3 separate regions of the Mus musculus genome follow, and regions 1 and 3 are each linked to region 2. The links are chromatin contacts, called in public Hi-C and promoter capture Hi-C maps. All regions are on one chromosome and are shown on one strand. Each heading gives the region's core, a stretch centred on a gene start, on an enhancer-like site or on the middle of the called end of the contact. The rest is flanking DNA. Distances are from core to core; before and after follow the strand shown.

Evidence for each region. Promoter capture Hi-C pulls out the DNA fragments that hold promoters and counts their contacts. A called contact is a pair of places that touch in the nucleus more often than the background predicts.
Region 1: a contact with region 2 is called in a promoter capture Hi-C map of hippocampal neurons, with 2.4 times the contacts expected there. The contact joins the enhancer-like site here to the promoter of Bach1 in region 2. A contact is called at or near these places in 12 of 39 promoter capture datasets (the C10 cell line, the HPC-7 cell line, HPC-7-derived erythroid cells and 8 more), 3 of 15 datasets of contacts at CTCF or cohesin (the NIH/3T3 cell line, large pre-B cells and pro-B cells), 40 of 484 Hi-C or Micro-C datasets (8-cell embryo, B cells, the C10 cell line and 25 more), 15 of 115 datasets of contacts at active chromatin or transcription factors (CD8 T cells, the HPC-7 cell line, the SCID.adh cell line and 8 more) and 3 of 9 other capture datasets (adipose tissue, bone marrow-derived macrophages and liver).
Region 3: a contact with region 2 is called in a Hi-C map of CD8 T cells, with 1.6 times the contacts expected there. The contact joins the enhancer-like site here to the promoter of Bach1 in region 2. A contact is called at or near these places in 6 of 39 promoter capture datasets (the HPC-7 cell line, embryonic stem cells, erythroid cells and 2 more), 3 of 15 datasets of contacts at CTCF or cohesin (CD8 T cells, the G1E-ER4 cell line and thymocytes), 17 of 484 Hi-C or Micro-C datasets (CD4 T cells, CD8 T cells, ECoMG-derived neutrophils and 9 more), 12 of 115 datasets of contacts at active chromatin or transcription factors (CD8 T cells, the HPC-7 cell line, the SCID.adh cell line and 8 more) and 2 of 9 other capture datasets (adipose tissue and liver).

What each region holds. Positions count from the first base shown.
Region 1 is chr16:87,641,907-87,646,584 of GRCm38.p6, reverse strand. No RefSeq gene overlaps it. Among named protein-coding and RNA genes, the nearest start is that of Gm22808, 23 kb to the right of the region's middle. Within about 2 kb of position 1,469, at least 32 of the 459 cell types and tissues checked have an H3K27ac peak or open chromatin away from gene starts, as enhancers often do. A contact at or near this core is called in 8-cell embryo and hippocampal neurons, where this site is marked.
Region 2 is chr16:87,697,071-87,701,359 of GRCm38.p6, reverse strand. Bach1 (BTB and CNC homology 1, basic leucine zipper transcription factor 1) reads right to left here and starts at 2,406. Exons shown (of 5, transcript NM_007520.2): 1 at 2,304-2,406.
Region 3 is chr16:87,748,519-87,753,113 of GRCm38.p6, reverse strand. All of the region lies in intron 1 of Gm32925 (a long non-coding RNA gene), which reads right to left. Among named protein-coding and RNA genes, the nearest start is that of Gm32925, 12 kb to the right of the region's middle. Within about 2 kb of position 1,678, at least 11 of the 459 cell types and tissues checked have an H3K27ac peak or open chromatin away from gene starts, as enhancers often do. A contact at or near this core is called in CD8 T cells, double positive thymocytes and muscle stem cells, where this site is marked.

The DNA of each region.
Region 1 (4,678 bases), core at 220-2,719, 54 kb after region 2:
TCTGTAACAGCCATCCAAGATAGAGCAGAGTAAATTTGTATTCAAGATTCACCCCTGAATATAAATAAGGGTGAAGTGGTAGGGAAGAGATTTAGTGGCCAGCACTGAAATATAACGAGACAGAACACGGGGATTAAGTTTCAAAGCAAAAGTGAGGTAAACCTTGATGGTATACAAAGTAATGATATCAAACAAGGCTCAGCACGCTTCTGCAGACAGCCTGGCAATCAATATTGTAAGCTTAAGGGCCATCTGGTGTCTGTCAAGGCTATTTAACTTCACCAGTATAAGTCAAAAGCAAAAAGACCTTGCCTGATTACAAGAGAGCATGGCTGACCCCACAGTGTTCAAATCTATTTACAAAGCCCAGGTTCTTAGCACCTTTCAAGACTTCTCAGTTTCACTGAGTTAGCTTCCCAGCAGGAGCAGACAGCGCTTGATCAAGTGGGCAGAAGAAATGTAAAATAAAACAATATGTACAGAGCTTCGCTTACCTAAACAGACAGCAGACCACACAGTGGGCCTGCCAGTTACAGTTCGCTAAGGCTGTAGTGCCAGGAAGGGGAAGGGTTTGGGGATGGAGCTATGGATGGAGTTCATTTGCAGAATGCTCATGCAGCACACACCGGAAGCCCTGGGTTTGATTCCCTTCTAGGTCATTGACAGACATCCTATGAGCTAAAAGAATTACAACCACTGACACCCTCCGCACAGAGAGTCTTGGGTAAGAAAATCCTTGGTCTGAGGATCCTGGGGAGGGGGGGGGAGCATTCACAGCCCAAGTTTTCTGCCATAGACAGAAAAGAGAACATCTGCTCTCAAGGGTGGGGTGTTCCTCCAGAACACAGACACAGTCAAGGAGGACTGCCCCGCTCTCCGAGGAAAGTGACAGGCAGCACAAGACAGCGCCAGGAGGTGGCAAGCAACTCGGGTGTCTTTCACAAAGCAGATTTATTCCTGATCAAACATTTGCTGACAGCACCCTTCAGTCTGTTTTATTTTCAGCATTAAAAAAACGTCCTCCTGCTCTATAGGACAGACAACTTTCAGAGCGTTGTCAAATGTCAACTAAATATTAACCAGTTTGTTTTAATAAGCTTCTCGATATCTAATGTGCATCTGAACACTGATCTAAGTATAAGGGCTTAGGCCAAAAAAAGGGAAAACATCATTTTTCCTCAAATAATCTACAGGATACCTTGCCAGCAGTCTCATCTTAACAACCATCTGTTTTCTTTTCATTTCACTGTCATTAAACAGAAATGGTTAATTCAAAAAAGGAAGGGACAGCCGACAAGCTTGGAGGATAAAGCATTTACCGCAACAAATATAAGGAGCTGAATTCAAACCCCCCTGGAACTCACATGGAGCTGATGTGTGCTGGAACCCTGGTGTTCCTATGGTGAGGTCAGAGCCTGAGACAGGAGAACCCCTGAAAGCAAGTGTGCTAGCTAGCCTGGGGTACACGGGTACACACTAGTGAGCAGGAGATTCTGTCTCAAACAAGACAGAAGGTAGGGACCAGAATCCAAGGTTAGCCTCAGACCTCCACACCTGCACCAGGCCACACATATGCCTACTCTTAAGCACACATAAGAACATAGTCTCTCTCTCTCTCTCTCTCTCTCTCTCTCTCTCTCCCTCTCTCTCTCTCTCTCTCTCTCTTTCTCTCTCTCTCTCTTTCTCTCTCTCTCTCTCTCTCTCTCTAAGGATCAGAAAACCAACATGTCATGTAGCTCTATCAATCATGGCCATTTTGCTCAGATGTCAGCCTGGCTCTTGGAGCCTCTAAAGCCACTGCAAAGATAACTCTTTCATGATTGATAAATTTTACTCCAAATCCACTCAAATGTTTAAAAATAATTTTCACTCGAGGAGAAACATCTATTCTGGACTTTGGCTAGAATAACCCTGCAGAAGTCTTTAAATAGTAAGGGCATCATCAGACCCAAAGTACCACACAGCCAGGCCCACAGAAATAGTCATTCTGTTTGTCCAGCTGCACAAAGTCCCACAGATCCCAGCCCCGAGCGTGCTCGGTATATTTAGCAACATTGCTTATCTCTCTTCAGTACATTTTTAATGATCCTAAGAAAGAGACCTCCACTGCTCCAAAATTTAACACCCATTTTTTTTTTCCAGTTTGAGTTTGTTCGAGACCCTTTCACCCTCTCCGAGGCCCAGAGGAGGTTATCAACCTCCCACGAGTTCCCACTAATGAGGTAGATGAGAGGTGAGCTCATACTAGCAACGCAGGAATGGCTGAGCAAGCGCCTCACAGCACAGCGCTGCCACTGTGAGAACCAGCCAGACTCAGTGGGAGAGACAGGATGGCTGGGCAAATAGATGAACGCTTGTTTGTTCTGGGACGCTCCCCGCCCCTTGCCAATTTTAAGAGATGTATTTTCGCTATGTTGCCCAAGATGGCTTCAAACTTATGATCCTCCTGTCCTTGTCACCTGAGTGCTGGGATTGTAGACTGTGCCACCACAATCTCTAATAGTTCTTACTCTCTGGCCAGTCACGAGGGGTCTGCATGTGGGCCATATGATTTGGTATCCATCTGACTAGAACATTGGTAGGTTTTTTTCCCCTCCTAGATTACAGAGTAAAAGGTTATAACTCTAACTGCCTGGTAGTCTCCTGTTCCAAAGAGACAAGGCAAATGCCGTTCACCCTCTCAGCCCTTTTGCACCATCATCAACAGCGAAGGGGGAAAAATAGAAGGCAGAGGCAACACCAAGGTCTAGATGCAACTCTGAAATGGCTTCCACACTGACCTCTTAAATACTGACATATTTTGACGGATGAAGCTGTTACTCTCCCCACACAGCCAGATAGTAAGAAAAGGCTTTGCAAGTTATTAATAAATAGCTACTCACTGTGGACTCAGAAATACATACTTAAACAAAACAAACCCCCACCCCAACTCCCCTCTGAGCCTTTTTGAACCACATTGCCTGAAGAACCAATCTGTGCAAACCATTGAGCCCGTGAGACTCTCCCAGCTCCTCGCAGCCCAAGGCACCCATGATCTCAGTCTGGATTCTTACCACAGAGAGCTAGTGGACTCACACTTCTGATTGTTGACAAAACAGGCCTTTACGTTCTCCTAGACTCCTTTCAGCACTTTGATGGGCTGACTCCTACTCATTTAGAATACTTTATTGAGGTGTGATTGACACACAGAAAATCCACACAATGCATATCCATCCAATTTGCTGAGTGTGGAAATAAGTAAGTGAATATGAAACTCTCTTCATGATTAATGCTGTCAATCTATCACTCTGAAAGTTTCCTCCTGTCTCCTGGCTTTTATCTCCACAGAAATCATGAATGTAAAAATCTAAGCAACTTTTTATATTCATATTATATAAAATTGAAAAGGATATGCATCTTTCTTTGATCAATTCCCTCTGGCCTTGTTTCTCTAGAACGTCTTTTCTAGCTTCTAGAAAGTTCTCTGGATTGGCTTTTCCAGTCTTAATACGTATGTCTTCTTCGTTAGTATAGAGAAGTTGGGAAGACTGTTAACACAGGTTTCTGAAATAGTTTCCCAAGACCAAGCTATAGCCCTACTGTGTGTGGACTGGACCAAGCTAGTCCATTGTGTGCTCATTCCACTTCCTTGTGTATAAAGGGAATATTCAGAGTACCTTGGATACTTTATCAGACTCATGGACAAATTAAACAGGCTAATTTAATATGCATAGTATATGGTAGGTACTATATGTAATTGCTGATGTTATTTTAATACAAATCAAACACTTTACTTCTTAGTGGGATAAAACAAATAGAATAAAATGAACTTTCTCTGTATCTTTATAAATATGCTCTGTTATCGAAAACTGACATAAAAGCAAGAACAGAAGAAATATTAAATTGTATTAGTCTTAATATAAATTATTAAATTACACACACACACACACACACACACACACATACATATTTGGCATGTTTCAAACACTTACTTATACACCTTGCAAAGTGAGTCCCTGTACACATGAAATAGAATCTTTAGGAAGGAGCTCAAGAAAGCGGACAAAATGTAAACAAATTACTGTCATAGGTCTTCTGACTGAAAAGTGAACTGTATCCAGCACTGACTGGAGAGTGGGCGGGACACAGCAGAGGTGCCAGAGAGAAAGGGATAAAGTATTACCTGACACATCACTTCTGTTAGTTTCACTGTGTCTCTGTTTAGTTTCTGTTTCCACGATCTGTCCATTGCTGAGAGTGGGGTGTTAACGTCTCGCACGATTACTGTGTGGGGTGCGATGTGTGGTTTGAGCTTTAGTAAAATTTCTTTTATGAATGTGGGTGTCATAGATGTTCAGAAGCATTTGGAGCACAGATGCTCAGAATTGAGAGTTCTTCTTGGTAGATTTTTCCTTTGATGAGTATGAAGTGTCCTTCCTTATCCTTTTTGATAACTTTTGGCAAAAATCGATTTTATTTGATATTAGAATGGCTATTCCAGCTTGTTTCTTGGGACTATTTGCTTGGAAAATTGTATTCCAACCTTTTACTCTGAGGTACTGCCTGTCTTAGTCACTGAGGCGTGTTTCTTATACGCAGGAAAATGCTGGGTCCTGTTTACATATCCACTCTGTTAGTCTATGTCTTTTTATTGGGGAACTGAGTCTATTGATGTTAAGAGATATTTAGGAAAAGTGAT
Region 2 (4,289 bases), core at 1,157-3,656:
TACAGCTCTCGGAAAAGATCAGAAATTAAACACACACAGAAATCTGTTGCAGACTTGGAATGATGGCAATAGCAGTGGAAAGTAAATTTTATATTCCTCAACAGAAAAAAGGATAAAGTGTGCATAACCACATTATCTAGTATGCAAATATTGATGTCACCCTCCTCGTTTAACTTCCTGATGTGGATATTTTCATGTTAGATCAAGCATCCTGTAATCTACCTGAAATCTCCTAACATCTGAAAGAGACAACACTGATAACCCTAAATCTAAAACAGCACACCAACCGCTCCCCTGCTACAGAGGTTTGAAAGGAATGACCATCAATAATAATTTGGTATCGTTCTTGCGGCCCATGCAACCCTTGAGAGGGTAAAGGCACTCGCCACCAAGCTTGACGGCCTGAGGTCCAGGCCCCAGAACCCACAGGATTAACGGAGAGAACCACAAATGCAAACTGTCCTCTGATCTCTGCACAAATACAAACACAAAACAATAAAATAAATACATGTTTTTAAAAATCATCGTTCTTTTAGTCAAAGGGAAGAAGAAGCCAGTTCTCTTCATACACTTTCCCTTTCCCAAACAGTGCACCGAGGACTGGTGTGTGTGTGTGTGTTTGTGTGTGTGTGTGTGTGTGTGTGTGTTTTCTTTTTTCAAAAAGAAATTACACAAGATCCATAAAATCAAGAGAGACAGACACATCCATAGACCCCTCTTCTTAGCCTTGACCCAAGAAGACCCGCTGACTCTTATCTATTCTTTACCACCTGACCCCAGAAACTAGTTATGCAGGAAAACCTAAAAGCCCTAAAAGGAAATCCCCTTTGTGGCCTCATTTTAAAAAAAAATTATAAAGAATAACTTAAGCATGTATACACCACTCTGCATCAAAATACTAAAGGCAAAGCGAGGACAGCAAGGGAAAGAAATGATATAATACTGCTGACTGCCTTACTTCTATCTGAAATCTCAAAGATCCAGCTTCCTCCAGCACAAATTGAGTCTCCCGCAGTAGGCCACGAGGCTGCTGTTTAAACACCACCTCGGTGTTCCTTGGCCACGTCTTAAGCACGCTCTACCACGTCAGCCACTGATTACCTGGATCAAAACACACAGCCCGCAGCTGGACCCCCTCCGGCCTCCTGAAGCCACCCCTCGTGTGTGCAGCTCAGCCTTTTATAGTGGAGGCATGTGATGCGCGTATCTGCACCAGCTGTTCCTAATTACCTCTCAGTCTGGGGTGAATGACTCAGCAACACAAACTCTTTTAAAGAGTCACCCTACCTTGTTATCCAACCAACGTAGCGAACAAAGGGAAGCCACTTGACAGATCCGACGGTTAAACAACAAGAGGCGATCACTCCTCCAAAGCTACCCAACTCCAAGATGACTCACCAGGAGCCTTTTTTCCTCTAGACTCCCTTACGATGTCCAAAGCCAGAAGTGGCAAGCGCCTTCAAGCCCAGCCCAGAGCTTGCACCACTACCACAAGAGCAGGAAGAATAGGCCAACCCATACCTCTTCCCATTTCTCTGAATATTTGTAGAGCTCAAAAGCTCGGCCACGAACAAAAATCTACAGTGGTCATCCTTTAATCTTTCTGAACTGCCTTTCCTGCAAACCCAGTGAGCTGAGAGGAGTGCTCAATGCCTAAACAAAGACCCAGCAGGGGCATCGTCCTCCAAGGCTAGCAGTCACAACTCTACAATTCTCCAAAAGGAAAAAGAACAGCATCCTGAAAAAAAAAAAAAAAGTCTTTGTTCTTCCAAGCCTGTCTGGGGAGCAGGATTTTCCCACACGCGTTCTTTCAGAATTACTACTACGTCTGCCTTGACTCAGCGCACGCTGAACATAGAGAGCTCACTACATAAAAGCCATCGGCGCAATTCCACTAAATGACACCAAAGTCCCGGAGAAGATCGAAAACGCGCTGGCCCTGGCCCTACCGGACACGAACACAAAAGCTGGTGTCGTTAACATCGAGACCCACTCTGCCTATGCTGTGCGAGTCCACATTACAAACGTGCGCCAAGCAACAACAAAGGGAAGCGCGGAGCGCCCGGTAGTCCCGGAACCCCGGCCCGCTCGGCCTTGCCCCCGCAGCAGGCGGAGCGGGACGCGGCCCGCGGCGGAGCGCGGTGCAGGGCGGCGCCGGCACGGCCGGCCCAGAGAGTCCGCGCAGCGCGTAAACAGCGCGCAGCCCGCCGCCCCTTCTAGGCCCGCGCGGCCGCCCGCCACCAGCCCCGGTGACCCCCGGAAAGGACGGAAGGACGGCACCGCGCACCGCCCGAGCCACTTACCGGAGCCGAGACGCGGCGCGGCCCGACTGCAGGCGGCAAGCGGCGGTCAGGTGACTCACTCCCTCTGCGCGGACAGCCGCCCGTCTCCTCCCCTGCGCTCCGTTCCTCTCCGCCACCACCGCCAGCGCCTCGGGGCGCTAAAGCCCCGCCCCCGGTTCCGCCCCCGGGCCCCGCCCCGTAGCTGAAGCCCTGCCGAGCTCCAGGCCACGCCCTGCCTGGAGCCACGCCCCGTTCCAGGCCACGCCCTCCGCTAGTAAGAGCCTCTCTATTTCGCCTCCTGCGAGCTCCGTGTAACGTTGTGGATTGTATTGCTGAGCGCCAGGCCTCCAACCGCGTCGCCCTATCTCTGCCTTTGGTGGCAAGGTTACACGTCACGGAAGACCACCTCTTCCTCACCTGCTGAAGGCAGGGAAAAAAAAAGGCTGACGCCTCCACGCCCCCAGGGTTTTTGTTCACACAGCCCCTCTCCCCCCTCCCCCCCCCCCACACACAGATTAGATAAGGTCTTCTGCCCCACGCCCCCAAACCTCGGAAGCTCAGTTCGGCCAAGCTCCTGGGCTGCTTTCCTGTAGGAGCACAAAAACCAGGTGTTTGAACTTGCTGAAAAGGGTGTATGTCAACATCTGTCTGAAGCTCCGCAGGACTTTTAGGAGCAGATTCTGAGAGGGGGAGGCTGCTGCCCCTCTGAATGATCACTAGCTTCCCTTCTAGTTGTTTGTGTCCTTGAGGCCCTTCCTCGAAAACCGCAAGGCAGGTAACCTGGAGTGTGCTTTGCTCATTATAACCCATTAATATGCATGCTTCCCCGATCAAATCCCTTTACTCCTTGTGCTCAGCCAATACTGCTTTGAGAGTTATTCTTGCGCCCTTCATACTTGCCTGAATATAAGCTGCACTCTTATCTGCCTAGCCACGACGGACTGCATTCACCAATGGGCAAGCACGCTGTACTGGGCTTCATATCCGGAATATTGTACTGTCTGGCAGCCTCCTGTTGTCCCTCTACGCTGCACTACCAGGAAACATGGACGCATCCGTGTCTGGTCATGTCAGACGTCTTCCCTCAAGTCCTGGTCATGCTTTCATCCTCTGCTACTTATTGGGGTGTTAATCCAATTGTTCGTTTCTATTTTTTATTATGTTCGCTGTTGTTCAAGGCAGTGTCTTTACGCAAAGCTGCATGCACTCGTGGCAGGGCTTATCAGTCTGGAGAAAGAGAGGACTGGGCTGGCCAACCTGATTAAAAATGAGGAAGGAATTACCACCCCTGAGGCCAGTAGCCCTGGGAGGACTTGTAGGAAGAAATAATGTTGCTGGCTTTGAGTTCCAGAGGAAAGATGTAGAAAAATGGGAAGCCCCAAAATGTATGTGCTCCTTAAACACACACAGACAGTGCAAGGGCTCCAGGAGAGGGTTGTCTCCAAATAGTGATAACATTGACATGACTGCATCTGTACAGTGCGTAAGCTCTTGTGACTTAAGGACATTCAGTTACCTCTAAAGTAGGTGAGAATATGGCCTAAGTGCTGTGGGGTGGCCATGTAAGTGGTGACCTGGTGCCTTTGTGAGGCAGGGACAGCAACAGAGCTAAAACCAGGGCATGGCTGAGAGGAGTGTGGTCTACCAGGCTGTGAGGGGATCCAGGCGTGGAGGCAGGCGGCATGTTCAGGATCCTGAGATCATTATGTAGGTATTCAGTGAGAAATGAGGGGAGACACTTAGGGATAGACTGTGCGAGTTGATGGTGGTTCTGACAGACATTCGAGGGTCCTGGGGTGTCTGTCACACTCACTCTCCTTCCATCCTGAGCCAAAGTATAGTCTGCCTTCTTCCCACGCCTCTCGTGTACATTATTTCGATAAGTAGCCTTATGTCATGTGTATTAGCTCACAGAGAACCTCCCTCTAAGCACGTTTCTCTTGACTTGTCCTCTAAGAACACTTAGCATGGGATGCCCGCCCCAACTCTGTGACAAGACGAGAAGAA
Region 3 (4,595 bases), core at 429-2,928, 52 kb before region 2:
CCTGGCTGTCCTGGAACTCACTTTGTAGACCAGGCTGGCCTTGAACTCAGAAATCCACCTGCCTCTGCCTTCCGAGCGCTGAGATTAAAGACGTGCGCCACCACGCCTGGGTCCTTGACCTGCCTCGTGTGATTAGTGAATCTTCCTGTTCTCATCTGCAGTGGTAGTCGGTGAGGGGTTCTGCCTTGCGGGAATGTGTTACACAGGATGCTGCAAGTATCTCCTACAGAAACAGACACACAGCATCTTCTGCCCTGTCTCAGCCACAGTTGGTCTCCTTTGCCCACCCTGTAAGAGCCCTGTCCTCTTACACCAGCATCGTAAGTAGGAGCTGCCCGAGACATTGCTTTCTGAGGTTTCACAAACAGCTTAACAATTTCACAGCAGTCGCAGTATTGGGGTTTTGCCATGAACCCGTGGGAACAGCGTGGCCGCGAGATCTGACAGAGCTGTTTCAAAATCCGGATCGAGGAGTCGGGGAATTCCTAAGAAGCATTATGCAGCCCCTGGGAGCCTTGGCCTTGTCTGAAGCGGCTTCTGTGAGCCAGATCAGATTCTTGCTGACCCCAGGAGGCAAAGAATAGAAACCTGGAAAATCTAGAGGAACTTCTCCTCGTTACCTGCCACGAACACCAATCTTGTTTCTCTCTAGTTATCTGGGTAACGCTCTGGTTTCTCTACTTGCTTTTACTGAGAGGCAGAACAGGGACAGACAGAGTATTTATGGAGGCTGCTTTTCAAGCACAGCTTCTTTGGGCTGACCTCCCAACTCCCTGCAACAAATGCTGAGTCCTCTGTCTGTAACTCATGCCCATCAATGCCCGGGCTGCTGTAAAGTATTGAGGCCTTTCTAATTGATCTGGGTGGCTGCCCTCGTGGAACTAGGAGGATTGTTTTAAATGCATCTTCAATGGTCAAATCTTTTAAAAATCTTTTTAAAATATAATATGCAGATTAGCTTCCTGTTGTAAAAATTGGGAGAGTGGCTAAGACAGGGGTTTTCAGGACTTTCCAAGAGTACAGTTCTTCTCTCAATGATAGTTTTTGATAATCACGTATAAAGCAAGCCTGAGCTCATCAGATACATGCTTTCTACACTGGTGTTTATGTACCCATGGCGGCTGTCATTAGAGTCTCTGAGTATGATGGTTTGAATAATTAGGAGGTGAAAGGTGAGTGTTGGGCTGTTGAGTGAGCAAACAAATGTTTATATGGCAGAAGTGGCATTTCAGAAGAGTATAAATGCCCTATTTGGCATCAGCATGAAACCCCCAAGTGCAAGTTCAAGCCTAACCACCCACAGGATCGGCAGATCTACAGAACTCCCCTCCTGGGTCTCACTCAATAAAGGGTTCAGCTTTTCTGTGTTCTACGTCTTTGTATCTTGGGAAATGCTATGGTATAAATCAAGACACGTCAAACTATACCACAATAATAAATGGCCCCAGCTCTCAATTGTTCACAACTGCACAGGCTTATTCGCTTCTTGAGGTGTTCTAGGGGAAGAGCTGGAAGGCCTTATCAGTCATCAGCACGGAGATTCTGAGCAAACAGCTCACTGGTCTACGGTAACTGAGAAGTTCTGCCATCTGCCATACGCAAGCAGAAGACCCAGCAAAACTAGGTGCATGCGAATCCGAAGGCCTGAGAACCCAGGGCGTGTCTGAGAGCAAAGGCAACCGGAAGTGGGTGCGTTCTCTGCTTCCTGTTCTTTTCAGAACCTCGGTGGATTGACCGGGTGAGACCCACTTAGTGAGAGATGGCAGTCGAGGGTACTGAGTCGCTCATCCCAGTGCTAAGGTTATCCATAAGTGTCCTCACAGACACACACAGAGACACAGCACAGCTGGTGATGTGGCCAGTGCCTGAGAAAATCCGCATGATGCGTAAAGCTAACCCTTCATATCCACACCACATGCCAAGCGAAGATAGCTCCGGCTTGTACAGGCGAGAAAGAGGACAGAGAGTGCTATGTAGTGCTTCTTGGTGCATCTGCCCAGGGGTTTTCCTGCCTGTATTTCATTATCCACCCACTTTTCAGCAAATGGCCCGTGATGATTTGAATAGATTTGAGCCCCATGGAGAGTGGCACTACCAGGAGGTGTGGCCTTATTAGAGTAAGTTGTCACTCTAGAGGTGAGCCTTTGAGGTCTTTTATATGCCCAAGCTCTGCCCAGTATGGAACTCCAGTTCCCTCCTGCTGCCTAGAGATCAAGATGTAGAACTCTCAGCTCCTCCAGCACCATGTCTACCTGAGTGCTGCTGTGTTTCCTGCCATGATGATAATGGGCCACCCCTCTGAAGCTGTATGCCAGCCCCAATGAAATGTTTGCCTTTATAAGAATTGCCGTGGTCAACCCAGACACTATTGCATAGGCTAGCAAGATTTTGCTGACAGGACCCTGGTATAGCTATCTCTGGTGAGGCTATGCCAGTGCCTGGCAAATATAGCAGTGGATGCTCACAGTCATCTATTGGATGGAACACAGGGCCCCTAATGAAGGAGCTAGAGAAAGTACCCAAGGAGCTGAAGGGGTCTGCAACTCTATACGAGGATCAACAATATGAACTAACCAGTACCCCCCCACACACACACACACACACACAGAACTGTGTCTCTGGTTGCATATGTAGCAGAGGATGGCCTAGTCGGCCATCAATGGGAGGAGAGGCTCTTGGTCTTGTGAAGATCATATGCCCCAGTTCAGGGGAATGCCAGGGCCAGGAAGTGGGAGTGGGTGGGTTGGGGAGCAGGGCAGGGAAGGGTATAGGGGACTTTCGGAATAGCATTTGAAATGTAAATGAAGAAAATATCTAATTAAAAAATGAAAAAAAAAAAAGAGTTGCCATGGTCATGGTGTCTCTTCACAGCAATAAAACCCTGAGACATGACCTTTCCTGGGTTTAGCAGGCGTGAATGAAATACTCGGTAAATTCAAACACTGTCTACCACACCATACGTCGTTCTCATTTGGAGCCACTGCTTCAGTGACTGCCTCCTCACGTCTCCCCGAGTCATTCTTACCACCACCAGTCTATGCAATCCAAGTTCTGATCTTACCTAAGAACAAGAGGCCTCTCCCCTTATTCTCAAAACTACAGGAAATACATGGATGATCACATAAACACAGTTCACTGAGGACTTGCTTAAAACAGAGAGAATTACAGTGGAGAACAAGAAAAACTACAGCACTGGATCTAGCAATTTCTGCCCCTGGACTTGTGTCCATGCCTCTTTACTGCCTTTAGCTCCATGGTTCTCTCTAGCCCAGTCCTGGCCATACGTCACCGGCAGCCACAGTACCCTCCACCGTCCTTCTAAAAACCCACCACGTTCTTACCCAGAGGCAATGCCCCCCCCCCCCCCATAGCAGTACAGATGAGTAATTCTTCACACAGCGCTCTCAGCCCTAGGTGGCTTTATTCAAAGATGTTTTAGCTGTGTGTGGATAAGCTTCCTAATTCTAGGTAGGGAGTTTGCCATTGTGTGAACAAAGGACTCACTGGAGAATAAGTTTTCTGAGGGATAGTGAGCGCCTTCTATCTCAAAAAGAACACATTGCAAGAAGAATAAAAATAATTTTCAACTTTTCACAAAAGGAAGGAGTGGTGTGTGTTCTCTGTGTGTGTGTATATATATAAATGAAATGAGTGTGCGTGGAAGGAATATATATGTGTGTGTGTGTGTGTATGCGTGTGTGTATGTGTATATATATGTGTGTGTATGTGTATATGTATGTATATATATAGGGAACTTGGATATTCAGATAGGTGCTGATTTCCATCATGCTATTGGGAAATTTGAATATTCTATGTAATTATTTAATGAATGTAGTTGAAGACGACATCTTAGCATGCCAACATAACTTGTTACAGCATTCTCTTCCACTGGATGTTTCTCTTTAGTGTAATGAATGATGCTATCATACTACTTGATGCACAGGGACCCTGCTTTCATAAGATTATTTTATGGAAGCAAATTCCTCAGGATAAAATTCCTGGTCAAAACTATGTCTACTTTTACCTTGTATTAACTTTAATTTATATCTCTAGCCCAATTTATAATAATCATATGTAAGTATATACCTATTCAATATGTAACATTTTTTATCCTGTAACATTAGCTCAGTTTAATTTGATAACTAATCTGTGAAATGAGGGTGATAAATATCAAAGTGCTACGATCTAGACTCAGTATGTCTGGTTCATAATCCTTTGTCTGCATTCATGCCAACTTGTGAAGGAAATAGTTCATAATCCTTTGTCTGCATTCATGCCAACTTGTGAAAGAAATAGCCCCTTTCATTGTTAGCTTCAGCTGCCAACTTGAAAAAAAAAACAAAAAACAAAAAACCTAGAGTCATCCAGAAGAGGGAACCTCAAGTAGAGAATTTCCTCAGCCAGACTGGCCTGGGGTGGGGGATATCTGTGAGATGTTTTCTTAATTTCTAATTGATAAAGGAGAACCCAACTTGCTGTGGGTAGTGCCATCCCTAGGCTGGTGGGCCTGGGCTACCTGAGCAACTCAGACAGAGCAAGCCATTAAATCTGGTTCTCTATGGTTTCTGTTCCGGGTTCCTGCCTCTGGTTCCTGC